Regions from separate parts of the Sus scrofa genome. Here region 1 is linked to region 2. Evidence: chromatin contacts called from public HiChIP or PLAC-seq data. All regions are on one chromosome and are shown on one strand. The core of a region is the stretch at or near the end of the contact, and the rest is flanking DNA. Distances in the headings are between cores, read along the strand shown. Region 1 holds the start of RGS19 (regulator of G-protein signaling 19). Region 2 holds the start of DNAJC5 (dnaJ homolog subfamily C member 5).

Region 1 (5,799 bases), core at 3,215-5,714, 140 kb after region 2:
GAGCCGGGGGGGCCGCCTCATGACTGGACATCGAGGGGGGCTGGTCTGCCTCCTCCGGCCCTCTGTGCTGGGGGAAGATGGGGCTGCCTCAGCCTCCAGGCCAGAACCCACTGCAGCCACACACTTCTCCCCTGACTGCCCGCTGGTGGCCCTGCTCGTCCCAGGGGCGTGACCTTGTGGCCTCCCAGGTCTTCAAGGGTCTCCCCACTCGTAGTCATGCACCTGGTCCCGAGGGGCAGAGGCAGGGCTGGGGGGCCCACCTGCTTCTCAGCCTCATGCGGGGTGGGCATGGGTGGGTGGAAGAGGTCGCCAGGGCTCCGTGGTGCCTGCTCCAGGACCCTCACTCACCACAGCCTGGGGGTCTGAGGAGAGAGGCCCAGGTTCTCAAGGAGAACCTGACACCAGCGCCTGCCCCCCCTCCATGTCCAGAGGGCCCCTCCTTCCCAGAGCCCCCACGGGGCTTGTGCCACTGCCTCCCCGACCCCGACTCCCACCCCACGTCTCCACCAGGGCGGTGAGCAGTGCAGGGCCCCAGACAAGACCTCCTCAGTAGGTTCTGGGACACCCCCATCTGCTCGCTGGCTGGGAAGCCGGAAGCCTGGGTTCCTCTTTCTTGGTTTCCGGCTCCTGGCCCCTCCCAAGGGGACTGGGGGCCCCCGAGTCTGGGGCTACCGGCTTGGTGCATAGGGGTGGTGGTCAGGCATTAGAGCCCCCATCCCAGATTTCCCCTGGGGGAGGGCTGCCGCGCACCAGGCGTGCAGACTGGCCCCAGGGGCCTGGGAGATGCCCACCTGCTGCGGGTGGGGGGCAGCCGAGCAGAGTGGGACTCGGGACTCCTGAGGTGTCCAACAGGGCCCCGGTGAGTAGGGCCGGGAGCAGTGGCCAGGGACCGCAGCCTTCTGGGTTCCAGACACCACCCTGACAGGCAGGCACTCCTACTCTCGCCTGGCACCTTACCGCGCCCAGGGTCTCCTGGCCTCCCTCCCCCTCCCCCCGCCGGGCTGCGGAAACCGCTGCGGGCCGAGAGGCTTGCCGCAGGGCGGGTGTGCCCGGCGGGAGGCAGGGGCAGCGGGGGGGGGGGGGGGGGGGGGGGTGCGTCCTGCTCCCGCAGTGGTCCCTTCAGCTCAGCGTCCGAGGGCACCTGCAGGCGCGAGGGGCGCTCAAATCCCAGCCAGGCGAGCAGCCCCCGCAAGGAGCCCGCAGGCCGAGCCTGCGCGGGCGATGAGCGGGGCGGCCAATCAGGGTCCAGGAGGCAGCTTTGAACACCTCCCGCCTCCGCCCAGGTGAGGGCCCACAGGCCCAGGGCGCACCCTTGCACGTCTGCCGCGAGGACCTCCTGAAAGGACCTCCTGAAACCGCGCCGCTGCCGCCATGGGCCGCTGAGAGGCTCACGGCTTGGTTTCACATTATTTTCTCATTTAATTAGCATCATCCCAGCTGACCCCACCATCCCTCTGCTCTTGGCCTTTTAATGACTGTTTGGTCCCTGTTAGCCTCTTGGGGTCTCCTACGGCAGGGGAGGAGGGGGGTCCTCTGGCACAGGCCTTGTAGCGGGTCACCAGGCAGGCAGCATCTGGGTCCCAGCCCCTGGCCAGGTGCTGTGCTCAGAGGTGCCAGCCCGAGATAAGACCGAGGGTCCCCGTGCCTCCAGAGCCTGGGCATGCAGAGGCCCCTGCCCTGACCCCAGTCTGGGGGTGAGGTGTAGGACCTCGTGGGGCCCTGGCCCCTCCCCACCTGTCTGGCTTCCCCTGAGATCATGGTGGGGGGCTCAAACTGGGTCCCACAGGCTTCCAGCAAACAGACGGGGAAGCGGTGGCCCCACTGCATATGCCTTCCTTCAGGGGTCAAGTTTCTAGGGAAAGGAAGGGGTGTGGCAACCTCTGAGGTCTGGTAGCTGTACCCCAGACGGGCTGTGACTTCCCCAGGCAGAGCCGCTCTTCCTCCTCTGAACCCCCACCCACTGTGAGTGGGGGCAGGGCCCCCCTGCCCCTGCCCCCAGCACCCGGAGACTCCACTCCTCTGGGCTGCCTTCTCCAACTCCGCTTGAACTGAGGAGGGCCCGGCCGAGCGTGCAGGGGCCCAGAGGATAGGGAGGCAGTCCCTTCCGTCTGGGTTGCAGGCCTGGGACCTGGCTCCCAGAGCCCTCCTCAAGGCTGGCTGGGGCCACCTGTGCCCCTGGGGCACCTGCTCTCTTCCCTGGTGGGGCTACAGCATCTGAACTGGGGTTCCTGCCCCTCATTCTGGCATTTGGGAGGGGAGTCCTTCCCCTCCCGAAGCCCCTCCAGGCTTCCGCCCCTGAGTCTGGGATGGGAGAAGCCGGACAGGCAATGAGGCTGGCCTCTGGGGACACAAGCTCCCTTGGGAGCAGCTGCTGCTCTGCTCCACAGAAGGAAAAGAACGTCCCCGAGCCCGCCCAGTCCAAAAAAAGCATAAGAAAATGTGACAATCCCGAGAAAAAATGCCATAACCTTTGGGGGGGGGTTGACCGAGGGGCTCCATTACCTTCGTCTCATCCTCCTCGGTGCCCTTCCTGTCTGCGGCCCCTGGCACTGGACTCGTGGGAAAGTCCCAGCCAGGCTCCTCCGAGGCAGGCCGGGTCATCCTGGCCTTGGTGACCCTTGCCCAGGCCCACCTCTGCAATGGTGGGGCAACGCACTTCACTTCTCTCTCTCTCTCTCTCTCTCTCTCCCTCTCTGCTGGTAGGGTCCGGCCTGGAGAAGTCCGCCCCTTCCTCCAGCTTCTGACGCCCCCACCCCTACCTCAAGGAACGGGCCACGCGCCCCACTCACCAGCGACCCAAAGGCGAGGTGGGGGCGGGAGGGGCCAGGTTCGCTCTGGGCCCCACCCTGGCTGCCGAAGGGGCGTGCACTGCAGCAGCAGGACTCAAGTCAGACGGCAGGAGGTCCTCCCGCGCGTTCCGGAGGGAGGCTGGCTCCAGGAGCCCCCGATCGGCTCGGGCCGGGGGCGCAGCGCCTCCCCTGCGACTCGCAGGGTTGAGAGGCTGCCAGATCCAACCGGGTGGGGGCGGGGGCAGACCGGGTGTCCCGCCTCGGCCCCTCCCCACCGGGCAGAGGGGGGGAGGCGGGAGACGCGGAAACCTGGGTTCTTCCGGCCCCCCCCTTTGAGCAATCACTTCCCCAGGCTTTGAGCTGCAGAAAAAGGGGAACCCGGTTGCAACGCCCCCTCCCCCACGCGCGGGGACCGGCCCCAGTCTCTCCGCGGCCCAGGGTCCACGTGGACCCCGGGGCGGGAGTCCTTGGGGTGCTGATCCGGGCGCGGGTTTCCCAGGCTCCCGCCCCGCACGGCCCCGGGGGCCCCGGGCGGGAGGGGCAGGGCCGCGGTCTCGGCGCCGCGCGCGCGCACACTCACCCGCCGCGCTCCCGAGCCGCTCGCGCCGCAGCCGCCGGCCAGCGCGCTCCGAGGTCCGGCCGGATCGTCGGGGAGCGGGCGCAGGGTGCAGTGCGCAGGCGCCTCGGCCGCACTTCCCCAAAGCGCGGGGCCGGGACTTCCTCGCGCGGGGAGGTGCCCGGCCCGGCCCGGCCCGCCCCGCCCGGCGCGCCCCGCCCCGCCCCGCGCTCGGCCGGCTCCGCGCCCCCCCCACAGCCCGGCGCGCGGCGCCCCCCCCCCCGCCCTCCCCGTGGCTGGGGGTGGCCGGGGGAGACGAGGTGCTGATGAGGGGGCCTCCGGCGTAGCTGGGGGTGTGGCCGTGCCCCCAGCTCGGCTCAGCGGAGCGGGTCCAGCTTTGCCGGTGCTGTGGGGCGTCCACGAGACTCCGGGGTCCCCCCAGGCCTCCTGCCCCGCTCGAGGAAGGGAGGGGCCGCCGGAAAGCACTGTCCGGCGGTCACTCCGGCCCGGCCCTCGCCTCTGACACTGGGTGTCCTCACCTGTGAACTGTCACGGGGCTGGAGGGGCCCTTCCCAAGGAAGGGGGTTCCCTGTCGCGGTGCCAGTGGGGACTGGGGGCACCGGTTCTTCTGCTGGGGGGATCCGAGGGGCCTGGCGGAGTCTCTTTCAATCCCTCCAGTTGCCCCAGGAGGTTCTGAAGTTTAAAGCCACACCCTCCCCTTTGCCACGAATGTCTGTCCCTTCTCTTGGGCCAACTCCCCTCCTGTTTTATGACCCCGTACAGCTGGGAGTTAAATTCCTTATCCCAGCATGCTTCAGGCTGGTGTCTGGGTGGCCCTGACCCCACTCTGGAAGTGGTCTGCAGACGGTCCGAGGCCAGGGGGACTCCGACCGAGTGCAGCTCCTGTCCCACTGCAGGCCCTCAGCCTGGCGCCCGGGGGCCCTGAGCAAACGCTGCGTTCCAGTTGCACGTTTACCTGCTCACGTTTTTCAGAGCACTTGGGGGTCTAAAGGGAAGCCCGATGTGCTGCTGATCCATCCGTCAAGTCTCTGGGTGCCCCCTTCGTGTCAGGCGGTGGGACCTGGTGGTGAGCAGGACAGACCAGCCCTGGAGTAGACAAGAAGTGGACTCGCAGACTGGGTGAGAGGTAAGGAGGGCTAAGGAGAGCCATAGCACAGGAGAGAGCTGCAGGAGTCCTGCATCCTGCTCAACAGAGGACGGAGCTGGAGCCCGAAGTACAGCAGGGCAGGGGCCTGGGAGGCCCAAAGCCCAGCTGCAGGAGAGTGCGGGGCCGGGGTCCTGGAGGCTGGGTGCCTCTTGAGGCTGTGAGCCTGGCTGATGGGACCAGGGAACCGCCTGGCTGCCACACTGACTGGCTGGCCAGGGCAGAGGCCAGAAGCCTGCCCAGAGGGGAGGTGGCTGCTTTTCTTTTTTTTGGTCTTTTTAGGGCGGCGCCTTCGGCATATGCAAGTTCCCAGGCTAGGGGTCGAATCAGAGCTGCAGCTGCTGGCTGACACCACAGCCACAGCAACTCCAGATCTGAGCTTTGTCTTCGACGTGCACCAGAGCTGACAGCAACCCACTGAGTGAGGCCAGGGATCGAACCTGTGTCCTCATGGATACTAGTCGGGTTCATTACCGCTGAGCCACAACCGGAACTCCTGAGGTGGCTGCTTCTTCTTTTTTCTTTTCTTTTCTTTCTTTTTTCTTTTTTTGTCTTTTTGCCTTTTCTAGGGCCGCTCCTGCGGCATATGGAGGTTCCTAGGCTAGGGGACGAATCGGAGCTGTAGCTGACAGCCTATGCCAGAGCCACAGCAACGTGGGATCCGAGTGCATCTGTGACCTACACTACAGCTCATAGCAATGCCAGATCCTTAATCCACTGAGCAAGGCCAGGGATCAAACCCACAACTCATGGTTCCCAGCCAGATTCCTTTCTGCTATGTCACAAAGGGAACTCCTGTGGCTGCTTCTTATTCAGCCTGGATAACAGTCCTGGGCAGTAGGACTACGATGTCAGGCCAGCGCTAAGTCAAGGTCACATAGCTATGCTGATTCTGCGGCGAAGGTGCCCCATGTGGCATCGCCACCCGCCTCCTGAGACCCGTGGGGCAGCTGGACGTGGGTGGGGTCAGCACACTCCTCTAGCATCTTGGGCCCCTCCTTGCACCCCCCTGCCCGCCCCCCTCCTTCCCAGTCCTCCCTACACTGTCCTTCCTCTGGCTGCTCTCCCATGTCTGCTGGCCACTTGGGTCTCTCCATCCCCCAGCCTCGGCCCCTCTGGGTCCTCTGTGCTCCCTCTGGAGAGTCTGCCGTATTCCGAGAGAAGAACCAAGTGGGCCCGGCAGGGGCTCATTCAAGGCTCTGCAGCAGGTACTGCTGGAGATGGCCTTCGGACCCAGGTTTGGGCGTGAGCTCCCCGCCCTGAGGATCTGCCCGATCCCGCACAGCCCC
Region 2 (5,854 bases), core at 879-3,378:
TGTCTCCTCCCAAAGGGTGACTTGTTTGTTTAAACCATATCGTTCCATCCGAGTGTCTTAGTGTATAGTGGCACCGGTTTCCATTTTCACGATTACAAATAACACCATCAAGTGCAGCTCAGCACATACACCTTTTTCTGTATTGGGGAACATTTTCTTCAGAAAACAATCACTAGGAGTTCCCATTGTAGCTCAGAACCCAACTAGTATCCATGATGAAGAGCGTTCAATCCCTGGCCTCCATCAGTGGGTTAAGGATCCAGCATTGCCACAAGCTGTGGTGCAGGTTGCAGATGTGGCTCAGATCTGGTGTTACTGTGGCTGTGGTGTAGGCTGGCAGCTGTAGCTCCAATTCGACCCCTAGCCTGGGAATTTCCAACCCTAAAAAGACCAAAGAAAACCCCTGATGTGGAACTACTGGGTCCAAGAGAGACTCACCAGGGCCTGCCTCACCCATTCCTTGAATCGAAAGACATCGGCACTGCAGTTCTCATTGCGGTGTCCGTAAGGATGCAGCTCCTACCCCTGGCCCCGCTCAGTTGCTGTGTGCTGTGGTACAGATTGCAGAGGCAGCTCAGATCTGGCGTTGCTGCGGCTGCAGCTCCAAGTGGACCCCTAGCCTGGGAACTTCTATAGGCCACAGTTGCAGCCCTAAAAAGGAAAAAAAACAAAAAACAAAAAACAACCCCAAAACACCAGATGTAGATACTAATCTGGCCTTTCTGCTGCTTGTTTTTCTGGCCTACGCCTTTTTTGTGCTGCCTGACTGATGTTGCACAACTTAATAACTGCCAGGAGACTTCCTGAGCTCTCTGCCACTTAGAGGCCCCAGGCCTGGGGCAAACTGGGCAGTTCAAGGATGGCAGAGAGGTGTAAGAAGAGGGTGGAGGTAAACGGGGCTGGAGCTTGTTGGCAGAGTTTGGATTTTACTCAGTATGTCATAGGAAGACTTCAGTGTCATAAAGTTTCTGTGTTAAGAATGTGACTCCGCTGATGTGGGCAAGTGTGGAAGTGAGGAGGCAAGAGAAGTGAATGGAAAGGTCGATTTGGGGGAGTTCCAGGCCTGGCTTAGTGCTTACCGAATCGGACCAGGAACTCTGAGGTTGCGGGTTGGATCCCTGGCCTCGCTCCGTGGGTTAAGGATCTGGCGTTGCCGTGAGCTGTGGTGTAGATCGCAGACGCGGCTCGGATTCCGAGTCGCTGTGGTTTTTGTGCAGGCCGGCGGCTGCAGCTCCGATTCGACCCCTAGCCTGGGAACCTCCATATGCCGCGGGTGCGGCCCTAAAAAAGACCCCCCCCAAAAAAAAAATCGATTTGGACGGCTTTCAGGATGAAATAGCACATACAGATGTACCAGGCACTCAGTATACGGCAGAATACCTCCTGTTATAAGGAGTGTTAGCGAAGGGTGACGAGCAGGTCTCCCCTCCCTCGGAGTCAAAGAACGGGTCGAAACTGGACCGGAAGGGAAGTGAGTAGAAGTTGGTACAACTGCCCATTCAAGGCATTGTTTGCAGGTGATTCTGGGAGGGGCTGGACAATGGCTGTGACACTTCGGCGATTGGGGAGGTAGGAAGCAAGTCACATCTCTGCACCGCGCGGTCCCTAACAGTGGTTCAGGGGTCGGCGGCCTCTGGGACAACTCCCACCAGCTCCCTCTTTCGCTTGTTCTTTGACGAGAACAATTGCGTTTCCCCAATCTTACGTGAAGCTCCAGGCAAAGTCAGCCGCCAAACTAGTCCCCGCATCCGTTTACCGCAGCACCTGTCGGCGCACTAGCCACTACCTGAAGCGCTGGCGGGCAGGCCCCGCCCCCGCGTCTCGGCCCCGCCCCTGCTGGGCGGTGGAGGCTTCCGGCTCCGCGGTGCAAGCTCCGCCCACAGCTCTCGGAGCACCCGCGTATGGGCTGGCACTCGGGACTCCGCCCTCAGTAGGCGGAGCCTCCGCTGGGAGCTCTGGAGCCTCCGCCCACTGCTGTCATTCGGGCCCTGCCCCTCGTGGGCGGAGCCTCTGCGCAGCGCTCTGAGCGCACGCGCGGCCTGCCCAGCCCGCAGCTCCGACCCACCGGCGCCCACGTCCTCCCGGGAGCGCGCGCGCCGGTGCGGGTGCGTGCGTGAGCGTGCGTGAGCGTGCGCGCCCTCGCCGCCTCTGCCGGTGCTGCTCCCGCGCCCTCTGCCGCTGCCCCCGCCGCCGACTCCGTCGCCGCCGCCGCCGCTGCCGCCGCCGCCGCCGCCGCCGCCGCCGCCGCCGCCGCCGCCGGGTCCCGAGGCGCAGCCCCGGCTGAGGAGCGCGTCGGCCGGCTGCCCAGCAGCGCTGCGCAGGGAGGAGCAGAGCCGCGGAGCCGGCGGGCGGGCGGGCGCGCGGACAGGTGAGCTCGCGGCGGGCCCGCGGCATCGCGTCAGGCCGGGCGGGGGCCTCGCGGTGACTGGGGGCGGGATGTGGAGGCGGCTGGAGGAGGGCGGGGGCGCAGGGGGGCGCGACGCGGGCTGGGGGGCCGCGCGCCCGTAGCCGGAAATGGCGGCGACCCCCTCCCTCCTTGTTTCCCTCCCTCCCCGCTCGGGGCGGGGGGCGGCGGCCGGGCCGGAGAGGCGCCGGGAGGCCCAGGGCGCGCGCCGTGGCCAGGCCGCCGGGCCCGCGCTGTGGTCGGCCAGACCTGACCGGCGGCGGCGGCGGCGAGGGCCCAGGGCCCGGCGTGTGCGCCGGGCGCCCACCGCCCTGGGGAGGGGCTTTCCTGTCCAGGGGGCCGCGGGGGGCAGAGCCGCCGGATGCAGCAGCCACGTAACCTGTCCCCGGGTCACGCTTGGAGCTCGGCGAAGTGAGCTTTGTTCCTTGACGCGCTGTAAATTAATCTCGGGGGTGTGAATCGTCGGCCTGGTAAGAAAGAAGTGTTTTCTCTGCGTCGCAAGGACATTATTTGGAGCATCGCTGTGTATTGTCTTGCGGAGACAGTGTCGGGAGCTCTTCCCTTCAGGTTCTAACTTGTTCGTGTTGAGAGGCTGGATTAAGGAGCCCCTTTTTCATGTGCCTGAGACGATTTATCGGAGTGCATTTGGTTGTGCCACACAGGAAGGGAAGCAAAAGTTTCAGTTTTATTTTGATTTTCGTGTTGAGGTTTGATAAGGAGACATTTTAACCAGCCGGTCGTAGCCTAATGGGTGCCGTGCTGGACACCTCTGTCTGTTTACAAACTATCTTAATGACAAAACAAGTGTACTGGCCCGTCTGTGACTTGGTTGCCTAAAGGCAAAGCTCTGAGATTTTATGTTTATTCTCTTGCTCCTCTCTTGTTCAGTGTTGTCGTGAGTGTCAGCATCGTGTCATCTGTCAAATGAGAGGTGACGCTATGAGGCAGGACTTAAGGGCTTTGGGAAACTTTATAACTGAGAGCCAGCAGCTCTCCTTTGACCTGTCAGGACTCTGGGACCCCGGGCACCTCTGGGGGCCTGTGGCCAAACCAAGGGCTGTAGGAGCCGCTCTGGCTGTGGGGCAGGTGCCTCCACTAGCCCTGGGATCTGAGGGTCGTGTGTGTTGCGCCTGTTCCCCTTGGCCGTGGCGAAAGCAGACCACCTGGGCATCTGTGGTGAGCAGACGCTTAGGTCTGCATGTGGAGGAGACAGCCTTGCTGAGGGACCTCGGCTCTGGAGCCTGTGGCCTTGGGTGGGCACCTTTGTTGGGGAGGGACGCCCCTTGCCACCCTCTGACCCCCACCGCCATGGCCTCTTGGCCATTCTCTCAACAGACTCATGTGCTCTGTCCTCGGATCTGCCCGGATCCCTCACTTCCTCACTCTTAGGCCCAGTGAGGGCAGGCCTTCCCTATCTTACCTAGAATTCCAGCTCGCCACCTCCGGTTTCCTGATTCCCTTTCCTGTTTAATTTCCCACAGCACTTAATTCTTCTGAAGTCTCTTTAGTACGTTTGTTACGCGTAATCCTTTACTGTGGGGTAAGGTCCACAGGGTGGCTGTTTGGTGCGAAGAACAGTTCCTGGCACACACTCTGTGCCCGGTAAACACTGGTCGAATGAAGGAGAGTGATGAGCTTAGCAGCAGCTCTGCAGCACAGCGACCTTGTCACTGGGAAGTCGTTGTGGGTGAGTGCTGAATAGTTGGGCGCTGGGTGCTGAGGGAGGTCCGTGGCAAGTCAGCTCCCTCTCAGGAGAGGACAGCCAGTCCAGAGGCAGGGCGCAGAGGTGATCTGTGCGGGACTTCCCTGTAAATCTTTTTGCCACTTTTAGTCTCGAGTTTGCTCAGAACCAAAAGGTTTTGTCTGATCTGCCACTATAACGATGCTTTTAGAAGTTTTGTCTTTGCCGCCCCCCGCCCCAGGTAAAGCCCACATGCTGTTCATTTGTTGATGAAGTGGCGTGAGATGCAGTAAACTGTTCGAGTCACAGGGAAGTGAGCCGTTCCTGACCCTCGGCTCGCTCTCTGCTGTGAGGCTGTTGTGAGCACACTGAATCCTGCTTTGTGACTAAAGGACTTGAGTCGTTTGCAGAATCTTCACGCAGAGTGAGTTTATTTTCTTGGTTTTCGTTCGTTCTGTCAGTGCACTGGGTCTCTCTCAGCCCTTTTTGTTCTTGAGTGCCCCTCGCTCACACAGGATGGGTGCTCTGTGCTCAGTCCCAGACCTAGAACTTGAGGTCAGGCCTCCGCACTGGCTCCTGGGCTGACCACCCGCCTGACAGGATGCTGATGGTGCCTCTCCAGGGCTCCGGCCTGAGATGCCTGCATTGGTCCTGGGCTGGAGTGAATGCTCCACAGGTGTTTGTTGAATCAGTGACTAAAGCGCAGTGAGGCTGGGGTAAGGGGACAAGGTGGGATTTATCTAAGGTGAGACTTTGTCTCTCTATTTAAAATGATCACATGATGTGGAGTTCCCCGTTGTGGCGCAGAGGAAATGAATCTGACTAGTAAGCATGAGGTTGCAGGTTCGATCCCTGGCCTCGCTCAGTGGGTTAAGGATCTGGTGTTGCTGTGAGCTGTAGTGTAGGTCGCAGACGTGGGTGGTTCAGATCCCGCGTTGCTGTGGCTGTGGTGCAGGCTGGCAGCTGTAGCTCCCATTGGACCCCTAGCCTGGGAACCTCCATATGCCTTGGGTGCAGCCCTTAAAAAAAAAAAAAAAAAGACAATAAAATAAAATGAGGCTATGATGGACACAGGTGTTATCACCCTTGAAAAATTCCTTTTTTAACTTAACTCCTTTTTTAAGTACTTTGCGCAGGGCTTGGAGGGTATAACGCTGTGGGCAAACCGTATCTCAGCCCATGAGGGCAGCCAGGTCTCCTGTCGGGAAACAGATCCCTGTGTCTTCAGGGCGGGAAGCAGAGCAGAGACTCTGGGCTCTTGGTGTGCCCTCCGCACAGCGTTCTCCCCAAGAGGCGCTTTCCTGTGATGTGGTGATCTGGCTGGACGCGTCAGATCAGACCCCTCCTGCTCCGTCGCAGTCGTCCGGTCTGGGTGTCAGCAGGGTCTGTGCCAGACTTTCCCTCCTGCAAGAGGCCAAGATTTGGACTCACTGAGTGGGGGTCCTGGTACCTCTCTTACTGCGTGTGGGGGAGGAGCTGGCAGAAGATGGTCGAGGGCAAGATAGCTCGGCAGGTGCGTCCTAGGTGTGAGTGGTAGGGAGGCTGAAAACGGCAGTCGTCACGTTTTATGAAAATGCTGCCCTCGGCAGGAGGAACGGTTCTGGTTTTACTGTCCTGATACCAGGGCCAGTTCTTAGGTAATGACGTCCCCTGAAGCGGATTAACAGCTGGTCTGTTATCGGTCACTCAGAATTCAACCCAGAAGATTTAAGGATTAGATTATCAGACAACCTGTAGTTTAGATTCTCTTTCCTCATTCTCTGCATTAA

What was found. HiChIP or PLAC-seq counts read pairs in DNA pulled down with a chosen protein or histone mark.
Region 1: an H3K27ac HiChIP or PLAC-seq map of alveolar macrophages shows a contact between it and region 2. The contact joins the promoter of RGS19 here to the promoter of DNAJC5 in region 2. A contact is called at or near these places in 2 of 47 Hi-C or Micro-C datasets (embryonic fibroblasts and retroperitoneal adipose tissue) and 1 of 2 datasets of contacts at active chromatin or transcription factors (alveolar macrophages).

Annotation. Positions count from the first base shown.
Region 1 is chr17:62,891,685-62,897,483 of Sscrofa11.1, forward strand. RGS19 (regulator of G-protein signaling 19) reads right to left here and starts at 4,465. Exons shown (of 6, transcript XM_021077657.1): 1 at 4,322-4,465; 2 at 261-362; 3 at 1-67. The coding sequence starts at 290.
Region 2 is chr17:62,752,502-62,758,355 of Sscrofa11.1, forward strand. It overlaps DNAJC5 (dnaJ homolog subfamily C member 5), which reads left to right and starts at 2,129. Exons shown (of 6, transcript XR_002339937.1): 1 at 2,129-2,368.